Linked DNA regions of Mus musculus: region 2 is linked to region 1. The links are chromatin contacts, called in public promoter capture Hi-C maps. All regions are on one chromosome and are shown on one strand. Each heading gives the region's core, a stretch centred on a gene start, on an enhancer-like site or on the middle of the called end of the contact. The rest is flanking DNA. Distances are from core to core; before and after follow the strand shown. Region 1 overlaps Als2cl (ALS2 C-terminal like). Region 2 holds the start of Rtp3 (receptor transporter protein 3).

Evidence for each region. Promoter capture Hi-C pulls out the DNA fragments that hold promoters and counts their contacts.
Region 2: a contact with region 1 is called in a promoter capture Hi-C map of liver. The contact joins the promoter of Rtp3 here to the enhancer-like site in region 1. A contact is called at or near these places in 2 of 39 promoter capture datasets (embryonic stem cells and liver), 1 of 484 Hi-C or Micro-C datasets (liver), 1 of 115 datasets of contacts at active chromatin or transcription factors (embryonic stem cells) and 3 of 9 other capture datasets (adipose tissue, liver and pancreatic islet).

The regions. Positions count from the first base shown.
Region 1 is chr9:110,885,929-110,893,811 of GRCm38.p6, forward strand. It overlaps Als2cl (ALS2 C-terminal like), which reads left to right. Exons shown (of 27, transcript NM_001146059.1): 6 at 1-20; 7 at 478-609; 8 at 1,364-1,483; 9 at 2,552-2,610; 10 at 2,758-2,824; 11 at 3,177-3,373; 12 at 3,779-3,844; 13 at 4,157-4,255; 14 at 4,373-4,534; 15 at 4,854-4,965; 16 at 5,926-6,003; 17 at 6,866-6,996. Among named protein-coding and RNA genes, the nearest start is that of Als2cl, 9.7 kb to the left of the region's middle. Within about 2 kb of position 4,308, at least 48 of the 459 cell types and tissues checked have an H3K27ac peak or open chromatin away from gene starts, as enhancers often do. A contact at or near this core is called in liver, where this site is marked.
Region 2 is chr9:110,985,384-110,993,266 of GRCm38.p6, forward strand. Rtp3 (receptor transporter protein 3) reads right to left here and starts at 4,330. Exons shown (of 3, transcript NM_153100.2): 1 at 4,062-4,330; 2 at 1,331-1,931; 3 at 1-1,144. The coding sequence starts at 4,228. The coding sequence ends at 488. Gm10030 (predicted gene 10030) reads left to right here and starts at 4,116. Exons shown (of 7, transcript NR_152179.1): 1 at 4,116-6,666; 2 at 7,345-7,565.

The DNA.
Region 1 (7,883 bases), core at 3,058-5,557:
TCAGGGACACCCTTGATGAGGTGGGTACCAGAAGCAATCTAAGGATGGAAGTGTTGGGAAGAGGAAAAACAGGGCGAAGGCTCAGGGGACCGAGATAAGCCATAGGGAGGGGCCCCGAGAGAACATAGCCCGCTCCTAGGGAAGGGCTCTGGAGGCATGAGTCTGCACTAGGGAATCTTGAGCGCATGGCCCTCCCTTGATGGGACACCCAAAGAATAGGCATAGAATTCTCTACTCAGTGGGAGGACATAAGACCCAGGGCCACACCATGCTGTCATTGAAATATCCATCTGGAGGCACCTTCATGCTCCCTTCCCGTCCCCAGAAGGGTTGTCAGGGAGAAGAGAGCAAGCTGAGCTGCGGCTTATGTTTAGGCCTGACCGGATGAGGCTGGGCTGAGACCCTCATGACCATCACCGGAGTGGGGGCTGGTTCCAAGTCCATCAGATCCTCCCCTCCTTTCCTGTCCTCCCACAGAGCCACCCGGCCCAGGAGCTGGTGATGCATGCTATCACCCTGTTTGGAAACCTGCAGTCCTTCATGGGACAGGCCTTGGACCAAGCTGTGGCCACACAGGCCCTGTGGCACAGCCTCAGCAGCCGGCTGAGGGTGAGTGTGGGGCTTTGGGACAGTCAAGGAAGGAAAGGGGGTTGTCCCATATTGGATGTGAGGCTGTGCTGGGTAGTCTGAGCAGCTCTGTGACTCAGTTTCCCCATCTGGTAACCTGATGGCTGTCAGTCACACTTAGCCATCGGCTCGGGCAGCAGAACTGACTTTTCTGGTGGTGCCACCAATTACACGTGCCTGTCACCGTCTAGCACAGTATATAATGCCCTGCAGGAAGGACAGAAGACTTGTCAGGCTTGGGCCAGGAGTAGAGCAGGCCAGAATAACCGTGGGTGACAGAGGGTATAGCATACCGGGTGAGGGTATCAGGAACCTGCTGGCTGTGATGGGGCAGAATGGAGACCACCCAGGAAAGGACAGAGAAAGAAACCAAGCTGGTGTTCTGGGCTGGGTCAGGGGCGACCCCTCCCACTCCCTGCTCCCTGCACCTTGGAGCATCATCGCTTGAGTGTATGTGTGTGTATGTGTGTATCTCTGTGTGTGTGTGTGTGTGTGTGTGTGTGTGTGTGTGTGTGTCTGTGTGTGTGTGTGTATGTGTGTCTGTGTGTGTGTGTGTGTGTGTGTCTGTGTGTCTGTGTGTCTCTGAGAGACACACAGAGAGAGAGAGAGAGAGAGAGACCTGGGTGATACTGGCTGAGATGGTCTCTAGGAGATGTCTGGGGTGCAGGAGAGAGGTGCAGCGTTGACCTGCAGCCTCCAGCGCCTGACCTTCTTGTCTCCCTCTTTATCCCACCAGGATGTGCTCTGCAGCCCTGCTCACCGACTCTTGCAGGACAGCCAGGACATCCCCGTGGTGGTCACTCCACTGCGGGCTGAGCGCGTGCTGCTCTTTGATGACTCGCTTGTCCTGTTGCAGGTTGGGGGGCGGGGAGGGGGAGCGTGAGGTGGGGGTTCTGGGGTCAGATTGGAAACTGAACAGGAAAGGAACAGAGTTGAGGCTGAGGCCAGGGATTGTGGGTCAAGAGGAAGCCATACGAGGCTTCAGGGTTTGTCCCAGAGCCAGTAACCTTGGCCAAACTCACCTGTGGTGACAGCATTGTCTCCCCTTCCTCAGCATGGCAGCCTGGCTTGGGGTTTGTTCTGATTGTGTCTGTAACTTCCTCTCCCTCGGTTGCAGTTTGTCTACTAGAGATGTTTCTAGCCCTTCCCTGCTTGTCTAAGTTCCTTTTCTTGTGGCTGCTACAAAATGCCTGACAAAACAACAACTTGAGAGAGAGGGGGGAGGGGGGAGAAGAGGGAGGGAGGAGAGAGGGGGAGAGGGAAGAAGGGGGAGGGAGGGAGGGAGGGAGGGAGGGAGGGAGGGAGGGAGGGAAAGGGAGGAAGGGTTTGTTTTAGCCTGGGCTTTACCTTGTTTCTGTGGGACTTGCTTGATTCTCTGCTATGACCTGTAAGCTCCTCCATTCTCTGGCTTGGCCTTGAGCCCCTTCCACTTCCGGGTCAAGTGAGCAGCCTGCTTGGGCCACATGGGAAATGATGACATTCCAGAGAAAGGAACTTCCCATCAGGCTCAGAGCAGGGTAGCTTCTCTGGTAGAAGGAGAAACATGAGCAAAGGTGAAGGATGCTTAGGGCAAGCTCAGGAGGGCGTGGCTGAGCAGCAGATGCTCAGAGCACAGAGACTGTGGAGGCAGGTGCAGGAACTGCATGTGTCAGCCTCTGTGGTTGGTGGGCCTCGGTCCCCAGGCAAGAGGAGCCTTAGAGGTTTGCAGCAGAGGCTGTCGGGGGGGCCAACTATGTTTCTAGAAAACACTGGCAACCCCCACGGGGTGGGGGAGGCTTGTCCAAATCCTAGGGTGAGAAAAGGAGGAGCTGCAGCTAAAGGGGAACAGGCCGCCGTGGAAGGACCGTGCTCCAGGCCTGAGGGGCATCGGTATCAGTGACTCTGCAAATGCTGCTCTGGACAACCCGTCTCCATCTTCTTCCAGGGCCACAATACCCACACGTTTGACCTGAAGTTGGTGTGGGTAAAACCCGGCCAAGACAAGTGAGTGACTCCGGGAGCTGCAGGTGCTCTGGATCTCTCTCCTTGGGCCCCATGAAACCCGCCCACATCGCCAGGCTCCCACGGGAGCCCCACTTCCAACCCCGGACAGAAATGGGGCTCACGAATCTGTCACGTCTGTCTGCCTAGGTGTGTGCTTCATATCCTCACTCCTGAAGAAGAGATCTCCTTCTGCACCAGAGACCCCCAGGGCCAGGTGAGTGTATGAATGATGGAGGCCAAGCCAGAAGCCAGGGGAGGGCAGAGTGCCGACCCTACAGGCCCAGAAATGGATTGGGGGCGTGCCTGGCTTGGGTATCAGCCCAATGTTGGAGGAGTGGGAATTTTTCCATCATTAGATTGGAGTGGAGGCCGGCTCCCACCCTTGCACAGGCCTCTGGAGTGTAGTCCCTGGGCTGCTCAAAGGATCTCAGGTCTGCTGCCGTATCTTAGGAGGGTAGTGTGCCTGAGGACAGCATTGAGGAGATGGGACTCGGTGCCCTGGGAGGCCTCTTTAGGGCATACCTGCAGCAGCGATGACATGTCCCCTGCCTTCCCGTCCCCGCCAGGTTGTCTGGCAGTGGAAGGTGACCCAGGCTGTGTGCCAGGCCCTCTGTGGCAAGAAGGACTTCCCTGTGCTGGGATCAGGCCGGGAGACGTCTGTGCCTCCTGAATGTCGCTGTGTGGCCTATACCTTCCGCCGAGAGGGGCGGCTCTGCCAGGCTACCTATGATGGCGAGTGGTGTCGAGCTAAGCCCCATGGCAAGTGAGTCACCATTGCTGCGGGCTGAGCACTTCCGGCACGTGCATCGTCAGAAAGAAGGAGCTCGCTAGAAATCCCATTGACTGGGAGTCAGTCTCCTAAAGCTTGGTGTTGCCTTCTGCAACTCCCGTGGTTCGAGGGGAAAGGAGAATGTCAGTACTGCCAGGGCTCTCCCCATGGAAGTTGTCAGGGGTACCCCAGCGCCCCACAAGACTGCTTGGACAGCTGTGCCAGGAGATGGGGCTACTTTCTGTGAGGTATCTCAGCAGCATGTGAGGACTGGGTGAACAGAAAGTCTAGTTGGAAGAAGTTAGAGTAGAGGAAGGGAGGGACTTTGTGGGCTCTGGGCATGTAGCTGTCTGGGGCTGGGGTCCAGTGGCCTGATGCTGTGTGCCTCCTGTGTTCCAGGGGAACCCTGAAGTGGCCAGATGGGCGGAACCACGTGGGGACTTTTTACCAGGGCTTGGAGCATGGGTAAGGCTGCCTGGGCGGGTGTGGGTACGGGCATGTGAGGCAGCCAGTGGCTGCCCCAAATTCCCAAGCCTTGCACAGGAGTGGTCAGATGGCCCAGTCCTCTCACCACATAGACGCAGAAGGGGAACCTTCCTTCCCATGGTGGGAGGGGTGTCCCGAGGACCTTTGTAAGGGAACAGGGGACTCTGAGATCTACTGGGGGACTCCTTGGAGACAAGGACAACTGGGTAGAATGGAGGGACGTGACAGGGGCACCTGATCAGGCAAGTGGCCTGGATATTCACTTCCAACCCCACCCAACCACATGGTCAGCTTTGGCATCTGCCTGGTGCCCCAGGCCTCTGAGGACAAGTTTGACTGTTACAAGTGCCACTGGCGGGAAGGCAGGATGTGTGAGTACGGCATCTGTGAGTAAGTGACCTTTGGCCTGCAGGGGGAAGGTGGGTGGCGGCCGGGGGCGGGGCCGGGGCCGGGGGCGGGGCTGGGGAGTGGCCTCTGGACTTAGCTCCAGGAGGCGCGTCTTTGCAGGTATGGCACTGACGAGGTGTACAAGGGCTATTTTCAGGCCGGTCTGCGGCACGGGTTTGGCATCCTCGAGAGTGCCCCACAGGCTCCCCAGCCCTTCAGGTACACGGGCCACTGGGAGAGAGGCCAGAGGAGTGGCTACGGCATCGAGGAGGACAGGGACAGGTGAGTGCTGGTACAGAGAAGCCAGAAGTCCAGCTGGCTCAAGCTGCAGTCCCTCTCTGACCTCTGTGCGCCCCTTCAGCTTTTTTATCTTGTTCTGTCCTGGACACCTGTCTCCATGGCACCTCCCTCCGTCAATGCTTCCTGCTACCTCTAGGGGGCTCCACCCAGCATGCCTGCCCCTTCTCTGCCATCTTCTGTTTTCTTTGGGGTTTGTTTTCTAGCACCATCTGTCTCCCCCACACCCCCCTGCCAGCAGAGCATCCAGAAGGCGCAAGGGAACCATTCTGACCCTCCTCTCTCACACTCCCTCTTCTCTTAGGGGCGAGCGCTACATTGGCATGTGGCAGGCTGACCAGCGTCATGGCCCTGGGGTCGTGGTCACCCAGGCAGGCGTCTGCTATCAGGGCACATTCCAAGGGGACAAGATGGCTGTGAGTGGTAGTCCCTGCCCTGGGCACTCTCTGTAGGTGAATTAAAGCCAAGCTGGGTGGGTGACAAGGGATGTCCAGCTCTGCCACCATCTACTCTGACTTTGGCGCAAGCCAGGCTTCTTCTAGTCTCCCTTCCCCCTTTTGCAACTCAAGTCAATGATGCTGATGGGACACACATGAGCTCGCAAGAGCCAAGTGTGCCACAGGACAGCCAGTGGCCTCATGGACCCTGCGCTGGCCCTGGCTGAACCATCACCATCTTCTGGAGTCCTCGAGTGACTCCAGCGATTGATGTCATTGTCCTTAGCATATGAATGACACCCGTTTATTGATGGCACACATCAGAGGACCTGCCCAACATCACAGTCACATCCGGCTGAGGCTAAGCTCAAACCCAAGCCCCTGCCCCCCCCAGCCTGGGCCTCCACCTCTTGCCTCCCGCCTCTCCACTAGACAGGGCCTTGATGTGTAGTGGGGCTCTGGGCAGCAGCTGTACCTGGTTTTACAGCTTGTTTGTTTAGATTCCACCTTGTTCTGGAAAGAACCAAAGGAGACCTGAAAGAAAAGGGGAAGGAAAGACAAGGCTGGGCCCACAGCACAGACTCAGGGACAAGTTGACCGTGAACTTGTGAGGGAGCTTCCTGGCAGGTGCCGTACGGAGGTCATAAGGGAACTTGATTGGCCCTGAGGACCCAGGGCAGTAGCAGGGAGACAGGGACAGCTGGAAGGAAGCCAGCATTTCCTGAGTATTCAGGGGCTTCCTGGAGAGGCTGCTGAGGAGGACTGACCAAGTCTGAGGGCTAACTAAAGAAAACAAGGGGTGGGGTCCACGGGATCTAACTCTGCCCTAGGGAGGGCAGGGCCAGGACTCGGGGGTTCTTGGCCCTGTGGGTCAGTGTCCACCCACCTTGGTTTTCTGTCCAGTCTCACCTCCCTCTCCTCTGTTCTCTTCCTTCCCAGGGCCCAGGCATCCTGCTCTGCGAGGACGACTCTCTGTACGAAGGTACTTTTACCAGGGACCTGACGCTCCTAGGGAAGGTGAGTGTCCACTTCTCTCCCCACCTCCTAAGTCCAGGGTTCAGAGCCAAGGCTGACGGTGGAGGATGGGCAGCTGGAGGGGATGCCCCTCCCACCTCCGTGGTGTCTCAGGGGCTCCATGTCCTTGCCATGCAGCGTGCAGTACTGACTTGACAGAGCCAGGTGACAAGGGACTGGAGGATTTGACTCCTGCCCAGAGGGTTGTCTGGTTGTGTCTGCGCTGTGCTCCGGTAGAGCCGTCCCCACCCGAGTCTTGGGCAGCTAGCTGTCCCTAGGGTCACCATTCTTTCAGTGTCCCTGCTGGAGTTGGCATAGCAAAATATAGTTGTGTTTGTGCTGGGCCTTTGGAAATCTGGGGATAATTTTGGATGCAGAAGGACAGGCAGGGGCTGGAGAGATGGCTCAGCGGTTAAGAGCACTGACTGCTCTTCCAGAGGTCCTGAGTTCAAATCCCAGCAACCACACGGTGGCTCGCAACCATCTGGAATGGGATTCAATGCCCTCTTCTGGTAGCTTCTGAAGACAGCTACAGTGTACTCGTATACATTAAAATATAAATCTTAAAAAAAAAAAAAAGGAAGACAGGTGGGTCTGGTGCATTATGAGTGCTTAAGAGTGCTATGAATTTAGCAACTCCCCACAGCAAGGAATTGCCCCCTCTAGATCCCTGGACCAAGCTACTTAGCCTCACAGCAGAGGTGGGTGAGACTTCTAGAATATTCTAGCACCTTGAATGGACAGATGGAACACTAGGTCAGACGTTCCCATCTGACCCACCCAAGCAGGCCCAGCATTGGCACACTTGCCTGGACAGCTGGCTTGGGCACACAGACATCTCTTCTCTCCCTCTCTCTGTCCTCAGGGCAAGGTCACCTTCCCCAATGGTTTTACCTTGGATGGTTCTTTCAGCAGTGGGACAGATAAAGGACTGTACACACAGGGAGTGCTGGACACGGCTGCCCTCCCACCTGACCCAAGCAGCACACGCAAGAGGTGAGAGCCCATTCTAATTGGCAGTGTGTGTTGTGTCTCTTCCCACCCAAGGCCTCGGGGCTCAGAGAAGGCCTTATTACCAAAGTTCCAGCCAGAGGCTATTGAAGTCTAGGGCTAGGTGAATAGGCTGCCTTACGTACACTGGAAGAAAAATAGAATTGTGAGTCTCACTTTGACCCTGGTTTTAGGTTTTCTTTTATTTCTAGAAAGATTGTGAGTTGATCTTAAAAGAGAAAGATAGGCACATAGTTATAGATAGAGTTATAGCACCCCTTGGTCTGGCTCTGAGCTCCCTGGTAGCCAAGAAGAAGAAAAGAAACTTGGTAAGTAAAATCACATGACTTCAAGAAGTAGTTTATGGGACAGATTATTTTGCTATAGGAACAGAACATCCCCTTTTGAAAACTCAGCTCAGGTGAATAACTCTTGCCATACGTGTTGAGACTCTAGGTGTGCCTAAGGGGGGATTACAGAAAATTGTCCCCGGTAGCATTTCAGAGGTTGGAGAGGGGTACAGAGGACTTACCCGCCTGCTGTCCCTGCATACTGCTTCTCTCTGACAGCAGGAGCTAGGAGAGGAGAGTGGTCCTGGAGGGGTGTGCTCCAGCCTGGCGGGGTGCAGGTGTGGGACCCCTGTGCGGTGACAGCGGGATATGGTTTTCTTTGTGAGACGTACCGTCAGGTCTCACTCAGCCTGTTCGCAAGGCAGGATCCACCCCAGGGAGGCCACGGGAGAGGGCAGGGCAGGGAAAAACAGGAACCCTACACTTCCGGGCCCTGGTCTGTCTTGTTGCAAGACCGACCATCTGGATTTGGCCTCCAGTGTTCCAGGCCCTTTGCAGAACTATGTACCTGCATCTTCTCCATCTCAGAACATAATGCCCCTC
Region 2 (7,883 bases), core at 3,080-5,579, 99 kb after region 1:
TGACTTAGGGCTGGAACATTCTGTGGTTGTTCTCAGAATCAGTGTGTCGGTGGCCCGCTTTTGACCCCCTTTTCTTCTCGGGGGGTGGGGAGAAAGGCCCAATTCAGAGATCAGGACAACTGTGTTGTCTTAATGGCTCCCAACACACCTGGTGCTCTTAACCGCTGAGCCGTCTCTCCAGTCTGAGGAGACTAACCATCTGAAGATAGAAAACTCAGCGGCTTTTAATGAGAAGCTGCTACCATTTCCACCAAATCCCCAAATATCTTCATTGCTCTTCTCCACAAAGGTCACATTGCTTAAACCGTGGCTTTTATACTTTCCCCTTGCTCCAGTCCTGGTAGCCACCTCTGGACTCTACTGATTTTATTGACCTTTCACATAAAGGGGATTACGCAATGTGTGACTTTTTGGGGAAGTTGTAATTCTTTTTGTTTACCCACTCAAGAGCTTTTGGTTTTTGTTTTCAAGGCTCATATATTGTATTTTATAATAAATACCACAGCAATAAGAACAAGATTAGAAAGGCCAAGCAACACAGTGGACTCTGTGACATGCAATTACAGGCGGCCTCACAGCATGAGTACCTGAAGATCTCACACCAGGACTCGCAGCAGGCCCCACAGCAGGAAGACTGGCTTTGCGGGTGGATATGACTGTTTCTCTCTACTTGGCAAATAGTGTTTTCTGGTAGTCTCCACGAGGAGGAAATGGGCACAATAACTGAGGAGGAAGTGGGTGGGACATAAGAGGAAGTGGGCGGGACATAGGAGGAAGTGGGTGGGACATAGGAGGAAGTGGGTGGGACATAGGAGGAAGTGGGTGGGACGTATAAAGGGGATGAGAGCAATGCCTTTGGGGTCTTGGATCTGGTGTTCTCCTTTGCTACATCTGCTGCTCTGCTGCCGTCGATGGGAGTGGGAGAAGGCATTTGAATGACACATGTAGGGGCAGGGGCAGGTGGGCTTACTACTGACAGCTGTTGTATTGTCAGTCTTGGAGTAGTTGATGGTTTTGAGGTACAGCTAATCTTGGGGTCATTTTTGGTAGGATTACTGGTTTGGGGGTTCACTTTTGATGCTTGGGGCATCTGTACTTTAGAGGAGGGCCGCGAGGAGGAAATGTTGCTACAGGTGACAGTGACCTTAGGCTCCCTGGCTGACTTTAAGGAGGTAGGAGATAATGGGGGTGCTGGTGGTTTTGAGGTGCAGCTAACTTTGGGGTCATTTTTGGTAGGGTTACTGGCTTGGGGGTTCACTTTTGATGCTTGGGGCATCTGTACTTTAGAGGAGGGCCGCGAGGAGGAAATGTTGCTACAGGTGACAGTGACCTTAGGCTCCCTGGCTGACTTTAAGGAGGTAGGAGATAATGGGGGTGCTGGTGGTTTTGAGGTGCAGCTAACTTTGGGGTCATTTTTGGTAGGGTTACTGGCTTGGGGGTTCACTTTTGATGCTTGGGGCATCTGTACTTTAGAGGAGGGCCGTGAGGAGGAAATGTTGCTACAGGTGACAGTGACCTTGGGCTCCCTGGCTGACTTCGAGGAGGTAGGAGATAATGGGGGTGCTGGTGGTTTTGAGGCTTGGCCTAAGTCATTCTGAGCACAAAAGCCCAGGAGACAGGCCTCACAGTTGCTGCTGTCATGTGGCCCTTCGAGACTGGTGTTCCCTAGCAAAGGAATCTCACCCATTTGCTTAAATCCTTCTTTATAGCACTTCTTCAGAATTTGGAAGAGCAGGTTGTTCAAGATCCTTGAGATGTTGTCCCAAGTGACTTCTGGAGTTGCAAATGGAGGCTCGGGGCACTGATTACATCTCTGAGCAAACACCCTCATCTTCACCCACCCCTTGGCCTTCTTCTCACACCACCGCATGTGGAAGACTATCAGAACTCGGCCAGATGCCCAACTTCGAGAGCAGGAAGGACAGTGGAACCTGTAGAGGAGAGGGCCAGAGTTTCAGCTGAGCTGTGGGCAGGTGCCAGAGGGAGAAGGAGTTTCTCACGAACGGTGAGAGAAGCAAATGACCCCTCTTTCTCATCTCCACTGTATCACCAACATGCCCTGGGACCATCACCAGGTACCTACTGTGCAAACAGCACACAAACCATCGGACTCAGAAGGAACCTAGGGCATTTGCTAAGCCCAGTGTGTGCATTTCAGAGTCAAAGTACACACTGGGAACGCATCATGCCCAGGACTTGGGGATTAAGAGTTAGGACTGGGGCTCTGGTCACTGAGCCCCAAGCCACTGTTTCTTCAGATACTGAGGTAAATGTATTCAAGGCTATGCATGCAACAGCCCCCAATACTATATATTATATATATAATCTATATAGCCCCCTGTGCTAAAAATCAACAAGTGGATAGAAATGGGTGCAGGGTAACTGACAGACCGGGAGAGAGTTGCAATCTCCTGCCTACAGAGACAGTTTGCCTGCTTTTGTTTGTCTTGGGGGTGGGGGTGGGGGTGGGGTTGAGGTGTGGGGTAGGGGTGGGGGTGGGGGTGGGGTTGAGGTGTGGGGTATAGGGGTTGGGGCTGTGGGGTGGGGTGGGGGGTAGGGCTTCCATGATCTGTAGGATCCCCAGAGATCATGGCTTCCAGCTCTCTCTTCTTGTGTGGGTTCCCCTCCCCCAACTCATTCTTTTTCTTACATGCACCAGAGAATTTTACATTATTTCTGAATGCTTGCCTTCAACAAGGTGCAGGATGACACCCTGTCTCAGGAGGGCAGGGTTTTGTTTTTGTTTTTGTTTTTTTTTCTGATACCTATTGGAAACAGTGAAGAAAGACTGGAAGAAGCCTGTGCTTGCTAGAACAGGAGTTGTGCAAAGCCAGAACACTGCAGTGTGGCGTAGACATTTATTGCACATCAAATAGTTCATGAACTCCCTCTCGGTTCAGTGATGTTGTGGTCACGGGACCTGCTGGCCAATGAGACTTGAGCAGCAGTGAGATCTTCCCAAGGCTATGAGATTTCTCTTTCTTTGCTTAGGTGACCTTGGGAGCCATTGTTTAGCTAAATCCTGGGATTTTTTTTTTTTAGCAGTGGATCCTAACTTTGCTTGAGACAGGGGCATCTGCAGTCTGAGATGAGGAATTGGAGGAGGTTGGGCAGACTAGCTCCCAGGCTAGTTCTAGGCACAGAACCTAGGACCTCGCACATGTTAAGTAAAGGTACCATTGAGCTACAGTCCCAGGGCCCTTTTTTTTTATTTATTTACTTATTTATCTTATTTATTTATTACATGTAAGTATACTGTAGCTGTTATCCAGAAGAGGGCATCAGATCTCATTACAGATGGTTTTGAGCCACCATGAGGTTGCTGGGATTTGAACTCAGGACCTTTGGAAGAGCAGTCAGTGCCCTTAACCACTGAGCCATCTCTCCAGCCCCCCTCCCCCCTCTTTTTTTTTTTACTATGTTTTGATCCTAGGCTGCCATCTTAGGGCAAATGTGGCAATAAACTGAGAGGAGATGCTGACAAGCTAGCTCTGAGCCCCATGAAAAGCACTAATTGAGAGTTACCCTCACTCAGTTTTTCATACAGGCTTGAGCTGTCCCCAGCAGCCAACCACAGATGGGGCCTGGTCTCAGCACTCCAGTTCCGCTGTGTGCCAGTCCTGAGTCCCAAGTTCTCAAATAAGCCAACTGAGGCTTTGTTCTGGAGTCTCCCAAGACATCTCTTGGCTGAGAATGGTCCAGTCCCCTCACAGACAGCAGCAGGTGTGACAGATCCCGAGTCTCTAACCTCTATGTTCTCCTACCTCTATCCCTGGGCCTTGGGGCACCCTCTTTCTCTCCTGGAAAAGAAAGTGTAAAACGTTGGCTGGCCTCCCCTTGAGTAAATGAGGCCCCCATTCTTCCCTCCTTTTTCCACAGTGTCTCATCCTAGCCTGGATTCTGTCACCGTTTTAAGGTCACAGTCATGGGGGAGGGGAAATCCCAGTCCCTAATGAAGCTGGAATTCCTTCCTGTGTCCTTCAGTGTGCAAGCATGGACAGCTGAGAAGAGAAACCAGTCAGAAATAAGCAAGAATCTTCTAGCATGGGTACCTCCCTTACCTAGCAAAGGTCTTTTGCTGGTATTGCGTCCATCCTGGCTTCAAAACGTTGGGAAGAAGGTTCTTGTCTGGTATGAGGGTCCATTTGTGCCAGGGTTTCACCTCTTGCATTAGCTCCTGGAACACATGTCGCCATTGCTCTGTGTCTCCTATGTCTTCTTCCATCATGGCTACAGTGCTGGGTCCAGGCTGGGGCAGGGTCTTCTGGGTCCAGAAAGATCTGTGGCAAGAGGGGAATTGTTCACTCAGACAGCAAGGCTTCAGGCTGGCAGTCCCTCTGAGGACCTGAATTGGGACTGTAGTTCAGATCCTTCTGTCCCAGGGACAAAGGTCAGTTGAGTCTGTTCCCAAGTTCAGAGGACAGCAGTGGACAACCACAAGAAATCACAAAACTCCAAGCTTTGGTTTTTAAGGTCTCAATACACTAGTGAGGGAGAAAGTTCTGGAGTCCAAAGCAGGGATGAGCGGCCTCTGGCAGAGTCTCTGAAAGGGCTGGAGGCTACTCTTGCCTTTTCTGGTTTTAACATTTGGAAATCTTCATCTTTTGTGCTGCTGAGCTCCTACTTGAGGCAAAAGAGGCCTCCCTGGGAGTCCCACACTCTGGGAAGTCCTCAGTCACACCTAGTATCTCAGGAGGATGGTGGGTGATCTGTAGACATCCAGCTGTTCCCCGCGCCCACCAACCACAGCCTGACCCCGGAGGTCTCCGGCCCAACCAAATTTTCCACTTACCAGAAATCGAAGCTGGTGCAGCCAGTGTTTGCCTGGGAGATTAGGTGATGTGTCCCTAGATGAGTGGAAGGCTGCTGGTCCAAGACCAACAGGAACCCATTGCCTTCCTCCACAAGAAGGTTGGCTCACTATCACCCTAAACCGAGGAAGGCAGAGAGGAGCACAGTTGGATCAGGCAGTACTCTATTTAAGGCAGACAAGATTGGGAGTGTCTACACCCCGAGATTCCATCCACAGATAGGGTGGGTCTTCCTATCAACTGATTGCCCTGGCTGCTTCCCAAACTGGACGCTCCGCAGCCTGGAAGAAAAGAAGGAAACCAGGGGGGAGGGGCTTCCTGTGGTTTGGAAACTGAGTTTCTCCAGGCTTCTCCCGACCGCCTCTGCCCTACATCACAGCTTTATGGCCAGACTCACACCATGGTCTTTTCTCCCTGCTTTCATTTAGTTTCTCAATGTTATTTGCTCAGTTATAAATTAACTACATCATTTGGGAAGGTAGTTCAGTTTCTATTTTTTGGCTCTCCCCCTTTTCAGCTTTTCACTATGGGGTATCCTTCTCTCCCCCACCCCCAACCCCCAGTTGCTTATTCCGGCTTTCGATAAATAGGAGTTCTCTATTTATGGTCAATGGTGCTATGCTCCTCACATGTTTGGGGTCTTTCCTAGAGGTCTCACTGTGTAAGACAGTCCCTAGGGCTGGTGCTGACATATTTCCGAGAGAAAGGAGGCTACTGTGTTTCTAATATGGAAAGTACAAATGTTAGGGGAGTTTGTTCCTAGTTGTGGTGCCGGCTGTGGACTCACTGTTGATAAGTCAACAACTGAACATAAACTGGGTCAGCTTTAAACAAAGGTTTAAAGCTAGGCTTGCATTAGCCTCTCCTGGGGAAAAGGGTGAATGCCTAGTCACAGGGATGTCACTGAGCTTGTACTGGTCAGGTGACTGAAGCACAAGCAGAGGACTGCTAGACCCTCACGTAGTCCCCTTAGGAGAAACGGCTCTGTGTTCAAGACAACAGTTAGGGCCTCCATGTGCAGCAGGAATTAACTATGCCTTCCTTTGCTCACCTCGTGGTGGCTTGCCTCCTCTCCTGCATTATACAGGAGAGCTAAGTTGGTAGTGAAACTAAATCTTTGCCTCTCTCCAATTTTTTTTTTTAAGAATTTCTTTTCTTTCTTTCTTTCTTTTTTTTTTTTTTTTTTAAGATTTATTTATTTTATATATGTGAGTACACTGTCTTCAGACACACCAGAAGAGTGCATCAGATCCCATTACAGATGGCTGTGAGCCACCATGTGGTTGCTGGGAATTGAACTCAGGACCTTCAGAAGAGCAGTCAGTGCTCTTTACCTGCTGAGCCATCTCTCCAGCCCCCTCTCTCCAATTTTTGTTTAGAATGTTACTAAAGCCTTAACTTAGTTAGCCAGCAATCCTATACCCTGCGGGTCCCCAAGACCAACATCCAAGGTTCTCTCTTATCAGCTCAGACCTCTGAGCCCATGGTTAGGACTTGTGGACCTTTCCCAAGTGGGTTGAATTGTGACATCCCAAATGAGGTATCTACTTGTGAATGTGTGTGGAAAACTTGAGTGTTTTCAGATGTAATTAAGGACCCGAGAGAAGAGAAGAGACCTTCTTTGCAAGATTTAGAGTTTCTGTGGCTACCAGGACATAGCATAGCAGCAAGAAGACAGGTGAAAGGCCAAACTGCATGTCACTCACAACCTGACCTGGAGAAGGATGCCAGGCGAGCCTACACAGCGTGCCCAGGGACACGGAACAGCAAAGTGTAGCTACAGAGCACAGCAGGAGCATCTTTAGGCTTGCATTAGCCTCTCCTGGGAAAATGAGCCGATGTCTAGTCACTCCAGGTAGGGCAACAACCACAGACCAAAGTAACCCTCTGCCCTGAGTCTAGCCTGAGTTTATGGGGATCACTTATGGGAACATGGCTGAGGAATTGTTAATAGCAGCCTGGGAAACTCCACAATGGCTAAGTCACAACTTCTCCATCGCTATATAGGTGGAGCCTCCTTTTTGGTTAACTTTCCATCTCCTATATACTATGATACCCCTGTGATTGTGTAAAACTGGGGAAGAACTGGGTACACTTGGGCGGGAACATAGAAAGGAGTGGCTGGACTCCCACTGCAAGGGTTGAGAACCCTTTCCTAGTATGGGCGTCAGGCACAGTTGCTCCCATGAATAGCGATGGACGTTAGCAATGGATGTTACCCTTGGAAACTGCTGTCTCTTCAGCACTAGACTTTTTAGCACTAGACTTCTCATGGATAAGCTCATTGAAAATTTTTTGAGGGTTTTGGAGCACTGGGGCTATATTTCATTTGCCCTTCATTGTCTTGTGTTGGGGCTTGAGGCTGTTAGGGGCAGATATACAGTGGTTCACGGTTCACGGTGTGATGGACAAGGAATGGCTAGCCTATAGACACGACCAGGGAAACTGACCAGGCCCTCAGCTAGGAACCCAAAGCTGGGAAGAGACACATTAAGCAGAACTGTGTTACGTGATGCTGTTTGATGTATTCTAGGTCAAAGTCCAGCAGCAGGCATCTTTCCCATGGTATGCAGAGGGAGGTGTGACACAGAAGCACAGGAGAAGAACCATCAGAGACACAAGCAGTGACTAGGCTTACATTGTCACAAGCAAAGGAACACCTGGGACCCGAAGAGCAGAAGTTTCTCCCCGGACCCTCTGAATGGGCAGAAGGACTGCAGACCACTTACTTTTGAACGTCTTGCTTGCAGAACCGTGAGGATACATTTTTATTGTCTTAAATCATCCAGTTTGTGGTCTAGTTGTAACAGGGGCAGTGAAATGGGCTCTTAGATCCTGTTCTTTAAGGGTACATTTGTATTTCATACTGTAAAGGAGTGTGCCCATCCATATACATCTCTGATGCTCAGCACAGACATTTGCCAATGATTTGTTGTTGTTGTTTTTTTTTTTTTTAAAGATTTATTTATTATATGTAAGTATACTGTAGCTGTCTTCAGACACCCCAGAAGAGGGCATCAGATCTCATTACAGATGGTTGTGAGCCACCATGTGGTTGCTGGGATTTTCAGG